Regions from separate parts of the Mus musculus genome. Here region 2 is linked to region 1. A link is a contact called in public ChIA-PET data. All regions are on one chromosome and are shown on one strand. The core of a region is the stretch at or near the end of the contact, and the rest is flanking DNA. Distances in the headings are between cores, read along the strand shown.

Evidence for each region. ChIA-PET counts read pairs in DNA pulled down with a chosen protein or histone mark.
Region 2: an RNA polymerase II ChIA-PET map of effector CD8 T cells shows a contact between it and region 1, with 7 read pairs. The contact joins two enhancer-like sites. A contact is called at or near these places in 5 of 39 promoter capture datasets (cranial neural crest, embryonic stem cells, fetal liver and 2 more), 1 of 484 Hi-C or Micro-C datasets (the G1E-ER4 cell line) and 2 of 115 datasets of contacts at active chromatin or transcription factors (bone marrow-derived macrophages and effector CD8 T cells).

The regions. Positions count from the first base shown.
Region 1 is chr15:36,300,191-36,307,457 of GRCm38.p6, reverse strand. It overlaps the pseudogene Gm9501. Among named protein-coding and RNA genes, the nearest start is that of Gm41294, 15 kb to the left of the region's middle. Within about 2 kb of position 3,222, at least 58 of the 459 cell types and tissues checked have an H3K27ac peak or open chromatin away from gene starts, as enhancers often do. A contact at or near this core is called in effector CD8 T cells, where this site is marked.
Region 2 is chr15:36,562,436-36,569,702 of GRCm38.p6, reverse strand. No RefSeq gene overlaps it. Among named protein-coding and RNA genes, the nearest start is that of Snx31, 10 kb to the right of the region's middle. Within about 2 kb of position 3,947, at least 37 of the 459 cell types and tissues checked have an H3K27ac peak or open chromatin away from gene starts, as enhancers often do. A contact at or near this core is called in effector CD8 T cells, where this site is marked.

The DNA.
Region 1 (7,267 bases), core at 1,973-4,472:
ATGAGCTGTTCTGTATAAAATGAGCTTGTGTTAGTTTTAACCAACCATAGTCTCACACAAGTGTTTTGAGCATTCTTAAGATGAATCAGGATAAGCTATGGTGTCTGGCAGGTTGAGAATATTAATTTTGACTTACAGTTTGGCTGGGACATGATACCTGTAACTGGAGCATTACCTGCTACATGTGCATTCTGCCAAGTAAAAGGAGGGTTTCTTCATCTGTTTGCTTGCCCTTTATACCTGCTCTGTGCAAAAGTGTCTGCTCAAATCTTTAGCTTTTTTAAGGATGGTGTTTTGTTCTTATTGGATTGTGAGAGTCTTTAGGAAAAATTATTTTTGAATTTTTGTTTATGAGTGCTTTGCCTTCATGTATGCATTTGCATTGCATACATACCTGTTGCCTACAGACATTTGCAAGCCATCATGTTGGTGCTGGGACTCCAGCCTGGGTCTTCTGAAAGAGCAAGTGTTCTTAACCACTGAGCCATCTCTCCAACTCCCAATTGTGAGAATCTTTACACGTTCTGAATTATATTTTTTAATCAACATTTTCCTCAGTCTGTGGCTTGACTTTTTGTTTTCTCTAGTGTCTTTTGAATAATTTCATTGACATCTAATGGATCCCTCTTACTCTTATGATTCATGCTTTTGCATTCCATCTCAAACCATTGCCTGATGCCTGACTCTCTGATTTTTCCCTAAAAGGTTTGTGGTTTTGTGTTTTACATTTAGGTCTGTGGTACATTTGATGTCTATGCAAAGAGGTTACAAGATTAGAAAGCATTTCTATCGAGGTAAACAGAGAGCAGTTGAAGAGACACACTGTAGAGATGGGTTGCAGGAGAAGCAGAGAGATTGAGATTCACCATGAGAGAACGAATCCTTCTCACACTGAACCAAAGGGAAGAAACAGAGTAGAAGTTAAGTGGTGTTCCCAGAAAAGGAGGAGGAATGAGGCTGGGAAAGAGCTTGGAACACACGGAAAGCAAATAAATGGAAGGCAGGTGATGCTAAAGACCCCAGACGTGGGAAATCCTGGAGCTGCAATCACTGCACTGCAAAGGATGTAGGCATCACATCTCTAGCACAGCAGTGAGGGAACCCAACCGAGGAGGGACCCAGAGGATGCTGAGAAGCAGGGAGGTTTCAGACCCAATGAGCCAAGGAGCATGGACTTGAGCATGGAAACTGTTAAGAAAGGACTTGGGAATCAGAGGCCTGGGTGAAGTTCCGGGACAAACCTCCGATCCAATTATTAATCTGTGCTTTTGATTCATAGGATCAAACTACATAATCTATATGTCTATGTGCATTTGCATAGAAGCAAAATAATTTAATGTATGTAAATAGAAGTGGCTTCAACAATAGAGATTGGTTTGGCATATTTCTTTCAAAGCAAGAAACCAAGAAGTGAGAAGCTCTGTGGATGGTAAAGCAGATGTTATATTTGCTACGCCAGGATTCTGAAGCATGGTATCTGCTATTGTCTTGAGTTAGTTTCACTATTACAAAGTGGCCATGAACATGCCAGGCATTGTATCTTTTAATTAATTAATTAATTAATTAGTTAATTAATTCTTCTGCATTGTATCTTTTACTGGCCAAGTACAAAATATCTGACATGTCACCATCTGTTTTGAAATCACACTGGTCAAACAGTCCATCACTTCATCCCTGTCAAATAGTTCTCTGGGTCATCCTGCTTGCAGACTGACAGGTTCCTTGAGTAATAGAGCCTTTCCCTGCTCTGCTTCCTGACTGACTAATCTAACCAGGGACAGACACTCAACCCAAACCAGGGCAAACATAGTCTCATACACAAGGGCTGAATTGGGCAGTGCTGACATTGAAGATATAAGGTCATGAGTTGAATTTGGGCTAAGATTATGCATAGTATGAAGAGTTGACCTACTCAGAAACGTGACAGCCCAAGTCTAAGGGTATAGCTCAGTTGATAAACTATTGCCTAGTTAGTATGTGTGTGCAGCCTTGGGTTGAAGCCCCAGCACTGCATAAACCAGGTATACTGGTACACACTTGCAATTCCATCACCAAGGAGCTGGAGTCAGGAGGATCAGAAGTTCAAGGCCACCCTTAACTATAGGGAGAGTTTTAAGTCCAACTTGGGCTGCATGAGACCTTGTCTCATAAATAAACTACAACAACGCCCCAAAAAAAAAAAACCATTTTGCAGAGATATAGAATAATCTATAAGAGGGAAATGAAACAAGAGATCAGGAAAGCAAGGGGAGAAGACAGACAAGCTGTCTGAGCACATGCAGTTTCTCTCCTTAGGTTGTTTGATCTCTTAACATGAATTTCCTCCCCATTACTTGGGCTGGCTCCACTGCATTTGACTCCTCAGAACCAAAGGATGCTTTGGAAAAGTCATTCATGGCTTGGATTAGAGCCCAGAGTAAAAAGTAAACAAGGTTAGAGGCTGAGCTGTCAGACTGAATTTTCAAAATATTATAGGCTAACTGTCACGTGACACTAGACATCTGTTATCATTCATTTAACTTTTATAACAACTGCATTGAGATAATTTACATGCTCTGGAAATTCAGCCTTCCCACTTTACCTATTTACCTTTACTTAAAAACAACAAAACAAAACGAAAAAAATCGAGCTCCCATCAACTTCCAGACTTAGTGTCCAAGACCCTGGGCAGCTTTTACAAAGAGTGGACAGCAGAAACCAGCATACCATAGCAGTCAAAAGTGACAGTCGATAGCCTAGCACAAAGGGGAAAATCAAAACTATAAATAGGGGCATAGTAATTCTGAAGGGGTGTACTACCACGTCTGCGCTTCTAAGAGTGTTTTCCTGAGGCTTTTTTGGTTCTGAGGGACAGCTCAAGTTACATCTAATATTAGGGAAGGAGCCATAAACACGGATTGAAACGGGGCTCTAGGCTCCACGGGTCCTTCTGGAATCCAGCAAATTCAGCACGCAGCAGGAAGAGCCTCCTGACTCGATGTCATCAGGAACCCCAGGTTACCTCGGGATTTCAGCGGCAGGATTCACCTTAGGAGCTGTTTGGTTTTGTTCCTCAGCTTCCCCTGCCCTCTCCTTTCTGGCTTGTCAGTGTCTTTCAAAAGGTTCTCTGTCTGCCCCCAGCCGGCTGCCTCATTCACTTTCCATCAAGCAGATAAGCAGCTCACAGGACCACTTCAACCTGCTCTGTAACTAGCCTGTATAGTGTTCTGCTGCAGCTTTGCAAAGCTCTGGGCTGTTGCCACGCCCCATTGTCGGTCCCCACACTCTCCTCTCTTTAGATTGCTAGTCCCACTACTGAAGGAATCTGGGTGTGTGACCTCTATCTCTACCCCACAGCTTTTAAGCCTCAGAATATTTAGTTTCGCATCATTATGATTGTTCTACCCCCACTGGCTGTCTCTGTGCATCAAAACAAAACCTCGGTGGTGATTTGAATAGGAATGGCCTCCATAGTCTCCTGTTTGAATTCTTGGTTCATAGGGAGTGGCACTATTAGGAGGTGTGGCCTTGTTGGAGGAAGTGTGTCACTGTGGGGGCGGGCTTTGGGGTCTTATATGTGTTCAGGCTAGGTCCAGTGTGGTACACAGTCTCCTTCTGCTGTCCAAGGATCGAGATGTAGAACTCTCAGCTCCTTCTCCAGCTGCATGTCTGCCTGCATGCTGCCACACTTCCCGCCATGATGATAGTGTACTAAACCTCTGAAACTGTAAGCCCGGACACGGTGACTCTTCACAACAACACCACACAACTCTCAGCAACCACATCAGACAGCTCACGGCTTCCTGGAACTCCAGCTCCTCCGATCTCCTCAGGCACCTGCATTCACATTCACACACCTACACACCGACACATACATGTAACCAAAAACCATGAAATAAGTCTGTTTTAAATAACAAAGGGGAATATAGGATTGTCTAGCTGTCATTTTTCAGCTAGCAAATATCTTAGTGATTTGATTCACTTGGCAGTAAAATGAGGATGATAATACATGCACCCATCCAGGTTGTCAAATTGAGAAAACACATGAAGGCTATCAAGGTGATTCAGCTGCTAAAGGAGATCGCTGCCAGGTCTGGGCACCTGAGTTCAGTCCCAAAGGTTGTCCTTTGACCTACACACACACACACACACACACACACACACACACACACACACACACGTAAATAAATAAATGCAACTCAATAAAGAGAATATCCCAATGAAACTTTAGGAACAGGTACCTGGTTCTTAGTGAAGGGCTCACTGGATACATTTGTAATGTTGGTTCAGGTTTACTGCCCTTGGCATATTTGTTGTTCTGGCATAAAAATGGAGCTATGTGTTATATACTACCAGACTCTGTATAATCCTGATAATGGTGGAGATTTCCCTGTTTCTATGTGTCCTCTCTGAACACAAGTTGAGTATTTCATTTCCAAAGCAAGAAAATTGCTTCAATTAAGCTATTTTACTGTAGGATCACAGTTTGTTGGGCATGGGGGGGGGGGGGGTTGGGTCTCCCAAGCTTGTGAGAATTGTTCACTTATATTGGTGCCTCACATAAAGGCAATCCTCAATGCAGACAGTTGTCAGTGTGACAGTAAACACCTTTGAAAAACAACACAGGCTGTAGCTGCTGCCAAGACGGATCTAAGACAGCCTCTGGAGATTCTGGCTAGCTCTGGGGTGACTTCCTGCCTAGAAATAAGACAGGAAAGTGCTGGCTCATAGAACTGGGGTCTGAAAGCAGTGGGACTCAGGGAAACAATCAGAATCATACAGGACGTTTTAGAACAAGCTGAAGGCAGGGCTCACCTTAGACCAGTGGTTCTCAACCTGTGAGTCCTGACCCCTTTGGACAAGGTTTGCCTAGAACCATCAGAAAACATAGATTTTACATTATGATTTATAATAGTAGCAAAATTACAGCTACGAGATAAAAAGGAAAATAACATTATACTTGGGGTCACCACAACAAGTGGAACTGTATTAAAGAGTCACAGTGTCAGGAAGGTTGGGAGAACCACTGGCTTAGACTGAGTAAATGCTGAGACTCAGATATGGGGCCAGGGAATGAAGATGGCAAGCAGGGCGTTTAAAAGCTCCCCAAACCTTACAGTGGACAGCCTAGACTGAGAACCCTACTTTTCTAGGGTTTTCTGTAATTTGCTTCTGTACCAGGCACCTCTTCAAAGACAGACCATCAGGTGAGGCAGAGGAAGGAAAATGACACTGCTCCCTGCACCCCATGCCAAAGTGTGTGTGTGTGTGTGTGTGTGTACACGTTACTGTAGGTGTCCACGAAGGCTGAGGGATCCCCTGGAGCCAGGAGACTGGTTCCGTGTGGATCCTGGGACTGAGACTCTTGTCTTTTGCAGAAGCGGAACACACTCTTTCCCATGGAGCCATCTTTCCCACCTTCCAGCTCATGTTTGTTTCTTACTGAGGCAAGAAAGATCTCTCTCCAAACTCAGCCCCAGGGGCCCTCTAGTCTCTGACTCCCCAGTGCTGGAATTAGTAGCTCACAAGGCCATATACCCAGATTCATTTAAACAGAAGTACTGGAGTCCAAATTTATCTCCTGCTTACACAGCAAGCTTTTACCACCCAAGCTAGCCCCAGGGCCTGCATTTCTGTTTGGCTGTTGGTTTGATTGCAGGATTTTTCTTAGACTACACAATACAGGAACAGTATAAACTTGGAGAAAGAACAGAAGAATAAAAAAATAGGAGATAATATATGTAATCCCTAAACACAAGCACCTCCAGCTTTGACATATTCCTATTGTCTTCATGTATCTTTGGAGCTGTAATCTCTCTGCATGAGGAGTTTGGTATCCTGCCTTTAGTATAATGTACACATTTTCCTTTTTACTGATAGTTTGAATCTGTTTTTCTGTGGCCTTCCTGGTAGGAAGGAATACACGTCTTACTTAGAAGACAATAGCTTTCAAATAGCTTTCCAAATAGGCTCTTTCAATTTCCCCAGCTATAATAGTATTTATCTGTGTGCATTAATCTTTGTCTATTTTGATGGTTACACCCATAGGATGGATTTCTAGAAGTGCCATTAATGGATAAAGATTTAAAAACCTTAGTCTCTTAAGAACTTGCTTGCTGGAGGTATTGATCTAGTTTGCACCTGTTATCAACACAGCATAACAGTAACAGTTTCTCAGAACTGCTAATTTTCTGGAATAAAAGATGAAATCTAAGTAAACAATCTCAAGAACAATTTTATTATAATTAGGGAAAGGTAAATTGTTAATCTCGGAGTTGCCTGGAAGGGGAAGATTGAGAGGAGAGAGAGAAGAAGAGGAAGAGAGAGGGGGTTTCCCTTTTTTGAGTTAGGCTTGGGGGATTCTGCATGCAATTGGAATGGAAAAAAAGGGAGATAGCCGGGCCAGACATGGTGCCCAGCATTTTGGAAGCAGAGGCAGGCAGATTCTAGCCTGATCTACATAGTAACTTAGGCTAGGTAGGACTGCGTAGTAAGAACCAATTGCAAAACAAACAAAGAAGCTTCAGGAAAAAAAAGAAAAAGTTTACAAAGTCCAGAGTGTTGGCAAGTATTGGAAAAGAGGAAAAAGAACAAAAGAAGAGCTCTATTTTAATGACTAGTGCAGAGCCTCAAGTTACATAGTTACATTGTTACATAGCTGCCACAGCACCGCACCTGCCTTAAACTCTTTTGTTTTGTTTGTTTGTAAACTCATGTAGGTCAGGATATTTGCTATTCTCCTGCCTTAGTCTCCAGAGGTCTGGGATTATAGGTGTATACTACAACACATGACTGAGGTTGAACTTTTAATGTGTTTATTAAACATGTGTATTTCTCACTTACTATTCAGTTTTCCTTTCTAATTCATAAAAGTAGTAAGAAGGAAGCCAGGCTTGATGGTACATGCTTGTAATCTTAATTCTTGGAAGACTTAGGCAGGATCGTTGCTACAAATTTGAGACTAGCCTGAGCTACATAGTGAGGTCAGTGCTAATATGGGCAACAGCTCTTTTTGGATTCTCTAGAGTGTAACTGCATGCCTCTTCAGGAGGGGCTCCTCTTCAGGAGTCAGAGTCACCTTCACAACATCTGAGGTTCCATTTTGTCCAAGGACACGGGGGACACTAAGGAAGACTTCTTCCTTTATTCCCTAGAAACCCTTAATTGTGGTGAAAATGGGATGTATGCACTTAAGAGTATGTTTTGCTCTTGGCCAAGTCAGCCACAGAGAGGCCAATGGCCCAAGACATATAACCTTTCAGTTTGATCACCTCATAGGCACTGTCAG
Region 2 (7,267 bases), core at 2,698-5,197, 260 kb before region 1:
ATGCCTGTCTGGATGCTGCCATGCTCCCGTCTTGATAGTAATGTACTGAACTTCTGAACCTGTAGGCCAGCCCTAATTAAATGTTTTCCTTATAAGAGTGGCCTTGGTCATGGTGTCTGCTCACAGCAGTAAAGCCCTAAGACCGTCTTTAACTGAGAGAGCAGAGGCTGGGTGGTGGTCAGTGTGCTACACAGCATCTCTAGCTGAAGACAAGTTCATGTAATGTGTTTCTAAGTCTTCCAAATATCCCCTCCACTAAAGCCGTGTGACCGTCGGTGAGATTCTAGAACCACAGCGTGGATGTTCATTTCTCAAGTAAAGTGTAGGCGCCTCGTGTGACACAGCACAGTGCCGCCAACACCGTTCTACCATGGGGACTTTTCCTCTTCTACTATTCAGGTTCCAGAGTTGGAGAGAATTCCAGGTGCAGCCAGGGTCGTTGGAAATGGGGGATCTTGCTGACCAGCGAAACCTCCCCACATCCTTTTAACTGAACTCGGAACTCTCTTTAAAGCCTTGGGGTACGCAGGACCAGGGCTGACACCTACCATTTTCACTGTACCTGCCAGCACTGGGGAGGACCAACTTGGTGGCAGTGGCTCCACAGGCTCTGGGTGCCATGGTGGGTCAATAGAGATCTCTGTCTCTTGGAGCATCTCTTATACTCTGGTGTGGACAACATGCAGACAAGTGTGCAAGCCCAAAGATAGTGGAAGTATGGCATTGTGTGGGTCAGAGTCCACACTCCAGTTACTGGAGGGGCCAAGTACAGCACTGGGGGGTATCACGGACATCATTTAACCCTTTCTGTCCCCTTCTCATCTACAAAATGAGCAAGTCAAATGCACAACAGAATCACTCCTGTCTGACCTGTGAACTTTGGAAGCTAACTACAGGAGGTTTTCTGGTTGTCTTAGGATTTTATTGCTGTGAAGAGACACCATGACAAAGGCAACTCTTATAAAGAAGAGCATTTAATTGGGGCTTATGTTATCATGGTGGGAAGTACAGCAGAGGCCAGGCAGATATGGTGCTGGAGAAGGAGCTGAGTGTTTTACATCTTGATCAAAAGGCAGCCAGAAGGAGATTGTCTTCTGGAAGCCAGGAGAAGTATCTTAATGGAACTTCAGCACAGGAGCCTGCAAAGCCAACCTACAGAGTGACACACTTCCTCTAAAAAGATTTCTTCCAATAAGATCGCACCTCTTAATAGTGACAGTCTCTAGCCCAGGCATAGTCAAGCCACCACAAGGGTTATAGCAAAAGATCCTGCAGTGGACAGTGGGGAGGACTCTCCTGTGGTACACAAAGGGATGTCCTCCCCACTGTCCACTACAAGGGAGCCCTCCCCACTGTCCCCTACATTGGAATCCTTCCCACTGTCCACCACAGGGACATCCTCTACACTGTCCATCACAGGTGAGTTATTTCCTCTGTCTACCACAGAGGACAGAGAAGAGCACTCCATGTAGTCCTCTTCCACTGTCCACTTCAGGGGAGTCCACTCCACTGTCCACCACAGGGACATCCTCCCCACTGTCCACTACATGGAGTCCTCTTCACTGTCCTCCGTGGTGGACAGAGGGGATGACTCACCTGTGATGGACACTAGGGAGGACTCCCCCGTGGATGAATGGGAAGACTGATGGAATCCATTCTGACAGTTTCCTTGAACCTACCACTACTCTAAAAATAAAGCCGTTCCTGGGGAACGAGATGGTGATAGTACCAGCACATTAAAGCAGAATTAAGACTTAATTCATAGCCAGGTGGTGGTGACGCACGCCTTTAATCCCAGCACTTGGGAGGCAGAGGCAGGCAGATTTCTGAGTTCGAGGCCAGCCTGGTCTACAAAGTGAGAGTTCCAGGACAGCCAGGGCTACACAGAGAAACCCTGTCTCAAAAAAAAAAAAAAAAAAAAAAAAAAAAAAGAAAGAAAGAAAGAAAGAAAGAAAGAAAAGAAAAGAAAAAAAAGAAGAAAAGAAAAAAGAAAAAGAGTGGAATCTCAGGGTTGTTTTGATTTGCATTTCCCTGATGATTAAGGATGTTGAACATTTTTTCAGGTGCTTCTCAGCCATTAGGTATTTGTCAGTTGAGAGTTCTTTGCTTAGCTCTGTACCCCATTTTTAATAGGGTTATTTGATTTTCTGGAGTCCAGCTTCTTGAGTTCTTGGAGCTATAGTCACCCACATCTTCTTCATCTTCTTACCTGTGACCTTTCTTGAGGTATTAACAGTTTTTATTTGCAAATATATTTTTGAATTACAAAAAAAAAAAAAAAAAGAATTAATTCATGTCTCCAAGTGTGGCAAAACATTGCAATCTCCACACTCATGAGGCAGATGCAGGAGGGTCAACAGTTGTTGTTGTTGCTGGGATTTTCTTTTTCAGATTTACTGGTTTTATTTTCGTGTTTTGTGGTGTTTTGCTTGCATCTCTATATATGTATGCACCCCATGATCTCTCAGATATCAGAAGTGAGACAGAGTGTACCCTTGGAACTGGAATTGCAAACAGTTGTGAGCGGCCAAGTGGGTGTTGAGAACTGAAACTGGGTCTTCTGCAAGAAATAAGTGTAAGGGTTGTTTCTCTGTATAGCCCTGGCTGTCCTAGAACTCACTTTGTAGATCAGGCTGGCCTCAAACTCAGAAATCCACCTGCCTCTGCCTCCCAAGTGCTGGGATTAAAGGCATGGGGTGATGGAACACCTGCTTCTAACATCCCGCCCTTTTGTTTATTTTAAAAGGTAAGGAGATGGGGACGGGTGGTGGTAGAAACCACCGTCCTCTTTAGACTGTTTCCTGTTGTCTAGGGGCATTGGCATCTTGGAGGACCCAAGAAAGCTGGACCGTTGGCCAAGGCGTTTCTGTTCAGGCTCTGGGACCTTGGGGCTAGGGAAGTGCAGACTAGGTTGGATCACTTTGCAGTCTCTGAATGATTGGAAATCTGCTGGAACAGATATATATTAGAGATGGAAGGTAAAGGTGAAAAGTTCAGGGGATTGGGGAGGCAGAGGCAGGCGGATTTCTGAGTTCAAGGCCAGCCTGGTCTACAAAGTGAGTTCCAGGACAGCCAGGACTATACAGAGAAACCCTGTCTCAAAAGTTCAGGGGAAATTTTTTTTTTTTAGGTATATAGTTTGAAATGTTTAGCTCAATGATCCTGGTAGTTAGGGGAGAGGAGTCCCAAGACCAGTGAGAGCAGGGGTTGGGGGTGGGACTCTGATCCTCAGGGGTAGGTGGGTGGGGAACATGCGTTGATTGACAGTACTTATCTGGAGTCCATTTGACCTTGAGAGGTGGATTCGAGTTGATTCCACGAAGCTTACAAGGATTTTTTTTTTTAAGTTTACAAAAAAGAGATACAAGTTTTAGATCTGTTAACATTACCACTGTTGTACTGAAATCTGCATTGTAGAAAGAGCAGTGGACTCATGCTTTTGGGTCATAGTCGAAGCTTGGAGACCCAGAAATGATTCTGAGTTAAAAGCATGAACACTCTTTCCAGAGGGCTGGGCATATATATTGGACACAGATTTTTTTTTTTAGCACATTGAGAAGCAATAAGTCTATACTCAGAAAACAACCAAGGGGAATTTATGATCTTGAGTGGTGTGACTCTGATGGTAGCAGCCAGTGCTTACCAGAGCAGATTAATAGATTATCAGAACTCCATTTGTTCTGAACTTTTGAAGTTATCTTAGTGAGGGTTTCATTGCTTAGACACCACGACTAAGGCAACTCTTATAAAGGAAAACATTTAATCGGGAATGACTTGCAGGTTCAGAGGTTGAGTCCATTATCATCAAGGTAGGAAGCATGGCAGCATCCAGGCAGCCGTGGTGCTGGAGGAGCTGAGAGTTCCACATCTTGTTTCAAAGGCTGTCAGGAGACTGTCTTCCACACTGGGAGGAGCCTGAGCACAGGAGACCGCAAAGCCCTCCCCCACAGTGATACACTTTCTCCAACAAGGCCACACCTCCTAACAATGCCACTTCCTGTGTACCAAGCACATTCAAGCCAGAAGAATATTGTTATATTTTTCACATAACAATAGCGTAGGGCTGGAGAGATGGCTCAGCGATTAAGAGCACTGAGTGGTGTGACTGCTCTTCCAGAAGTCCTGACTCCAATTCCCAGCAACCACATGTTGGCTCACCGCCACCTGTAATGGGGATCTGATGTCCTCTTCTGATGTCTGAAGACAGTGACAGTGCGCTCACATACATGAAATAAATCTTTTAAAAAAATAGCATAGAGAAGGGGAAAGCTAGAAACATTTTCCATTTTTAAATATACTTTAAATCATTTCAGTAGGACCTTTACAATCTACACACCTTAAAACACTTTCTTAGACCTTTATAACTTGCATTTACAGATGCTAAAATACTTTTTAAACCGTTACAACCTACTTCACTTTCATATCCTTAGACCTTACATAAACTTTATTTACACTTTTTTTATATCCAGTCATTTACCATAGTTGATTACTGTAAGAAAGCAGTCATTGTAAGGCAAGTTCCTTTATGTAAAATGAATTTGTAATTCTAGCTAGCCCGTATAAAAGATACACAAACACACTATTTTATTTACAAGTCATACGCCTGGACAGGTTTGGAGCTATTTTTAATTATTCCCCAACTATAAAGTCCCTTATCCCTTGTCACTTGCCTTGGACTCATGGTCCATCTTTTTTCACTGTGGCTTCCTCCAGCTCAGTCTCCTCTTCTCCTCCCTCTACCTGCATCCCCCTCACTCCATCCTCAAGTCCTTCTTACCTTTCTCCTTACACGGCCCAATCACAGGGTCCAGCCCTCTATTGACCAGGTAAATAGGGGAGCAAGGTTTACACAGCATCACTAGGTGTGATGAGGATCTATCTGCACATGAGCAGTCACCTCATCCCGAGAGCCAGTATTTAGCATTAGAATACAAGCAGCATCAGGCCAACTCACTACACCTTTAAATAGTGAAATAGTAAAAAGTTACTTTGAAACTAGCTTTGTCCACTTAACTCCTTTCAGAGTCTGATAACAAGGCACACAATGCCTTTCTGCTGGAGACCTAGTAGTGGTTCTCCAGTGAGGCCGGAGAACTAAGAAGGCAGCTGAAGTCTTAGCTGATGTTAAACTGCCAAAGCTGGTAACTACCTAGTCCTCGACACCATCAGAGAGCTGAGAAGAGTAAAGGCCGCCCGAGCAAGCAGGAAGTTCAGACCAAGCAGCTCCTGAGTCTATTACAAACGATAGGGACTTAACCTGGACAACAAGTTCCTAGGTTCCTCTGTGGAAATTGGGATTTCTCTGTGGGCAGAGGTCTCAGGGCAGTGCCAGGCTTTGACCACTAGGCCCAGAAGATCCAAGAGACTTTCCTGTGGAGTAGGAACTTGGGGTAGAGTCCTGCCTTGTCTAGGCAAAGCAGAGCAATCAACTCCCCAGTGTCCTGCTTGTTCACAGTTTAGTCAGGGTGATGAGCAAGGTGAAGGGCAGTTTTCACCCAGTGTCTGGCTTTGCCTCATTTCAAGCAAGCTCCAGTTCTAAGTTCTGTGTCAATCATCCTCTTTGGAGACAATCCCAGAGCTGCTGGCTTTTCTCTAGTATAGAAAGCCTTTTCCTGCTCCCCCCTCCCTCCCTGATCCAGGATTTAAGGCCAGCCTGGTCTACAGTACTTGCTGGGCCAACCTGAGCTACATAATGAATCTCTCTCTCTCTCTCTCTCTCTCTCTCTCTCTCTCTCTCTCTCTCTCTCTCTCTCTCTCTCTCACACACACACACAGAATTTATGGAGTATAAAATCCTCCAAACAATTTTAGCAAACTAAAAAATACTAAGAAGTAACAATCTTTGCTTCAACCCCAGTCGCCATGATTTTAATATCAGATAAAGAGAAAATTCTTTTTTTAGCTTTAGGGGTAAGACATCTTGAAGGAAAATAAATTTGACTAGGGGATAGGAGAGGTGAGAATGAAAGAGGAAGGACCCATCAAGTGTTCAGGAGTCAGAAAACACTGAAGCAAAGTCCTGAGGTGGGTAGTCCACATCCAAGAGGAGGAAGGCAGGAGGGCACTGCATAGAAGCCACAGGCAGAGCCCACTGAGCCTGCAGCTCCTGAGTGTGAGTGCCAATCTCCCACCAGGATACCTCAAGCTGCATGGCACTAGACAGAGTCATGAAATACGTTCTCTAAATGCTTATTCAATAAAGGGATATTAATTACTAGCCATGTCTTATCCCTCATGAGTAAATTAGCATCTTAATATTGCAGGTCCAATTATTTCCCCGCTAGCTTTATGCAGAACCCAACTGAGAGGGCCTCCCCAGACTTCGTTTTCATAAAAAATAAAAGAGTCCACAGCTCAGGAGAAGGAGGAGGAAGAAGAAGAGGCAGAGGAGGAAGAAGATGAGGAAGAAGAAGAGGAGGAGGGGGAGGAGGAGGGGGAGGAGGAAGAGCAGCAGCAGCAGCAGCAGCAGCAGCAGCAGCAGCAGCATCCAGATGTCCACTGATTTGCCACTGCAAGGCCTGTGCTTGATTCTGTTAAGAGAGTGGGCCCAGTTTCCTCTAGCATCGTTCCATCCATGCCTCCAGGGCTACCAAAAGAGTGCTTTGGTGGTGGTTCCAAGGGAGGATTCTGTGCTCAGCCCAGGAGCCTGTGGCCAGGTCTGCTCGCTGGAGTCTCCCCTGAGCATGCTCACTGAGCTGGGATTCCCACCATTCTCTAGCAGGCAGCTCTGTGGGCTGTGGCTTCCTCACCGTTCTTTTCTGTGGCCTGCGGCCTTCCTTCCTGTGCACTTTTCCATTTTGGTCATTTTGGTGCTCTGTTCATGATGCTTTGTGAGTCCTGAAGGAGGCACTACAGTGTCTCCTTAGCAGTCTTCAAAGACTCAAGCTCCTAACTTGTGCACATGTGTGTATGTATGTATACACATGGGTGTGCTCATGTATGTATGTGAATGTGCATGTAGGCATGTTTGTATTTGCCTACATGCAAGAGTCCAATTGTATATGTGTATCTATGCATTTCTGATATGTGTGAGTTCATGTGTATGCATATACTTGGTTGCATTATCTGAGTGCATACATGTTTTTGTGGAAGTGTGCATGTGTGTGCATGTGTTCCTGTTTCTGTGGACATGTGCTTGAGTTATGTATGCATGTGCTTGTATGTGCACTCACGCATACTGTTGTGTGTTTGTGTGTGTGCACATGCATGTAGGCACATGCAAATCAGCTGCTTCCCAGTCACTCTCCTTAGGCTAGAGCAGCGGGTG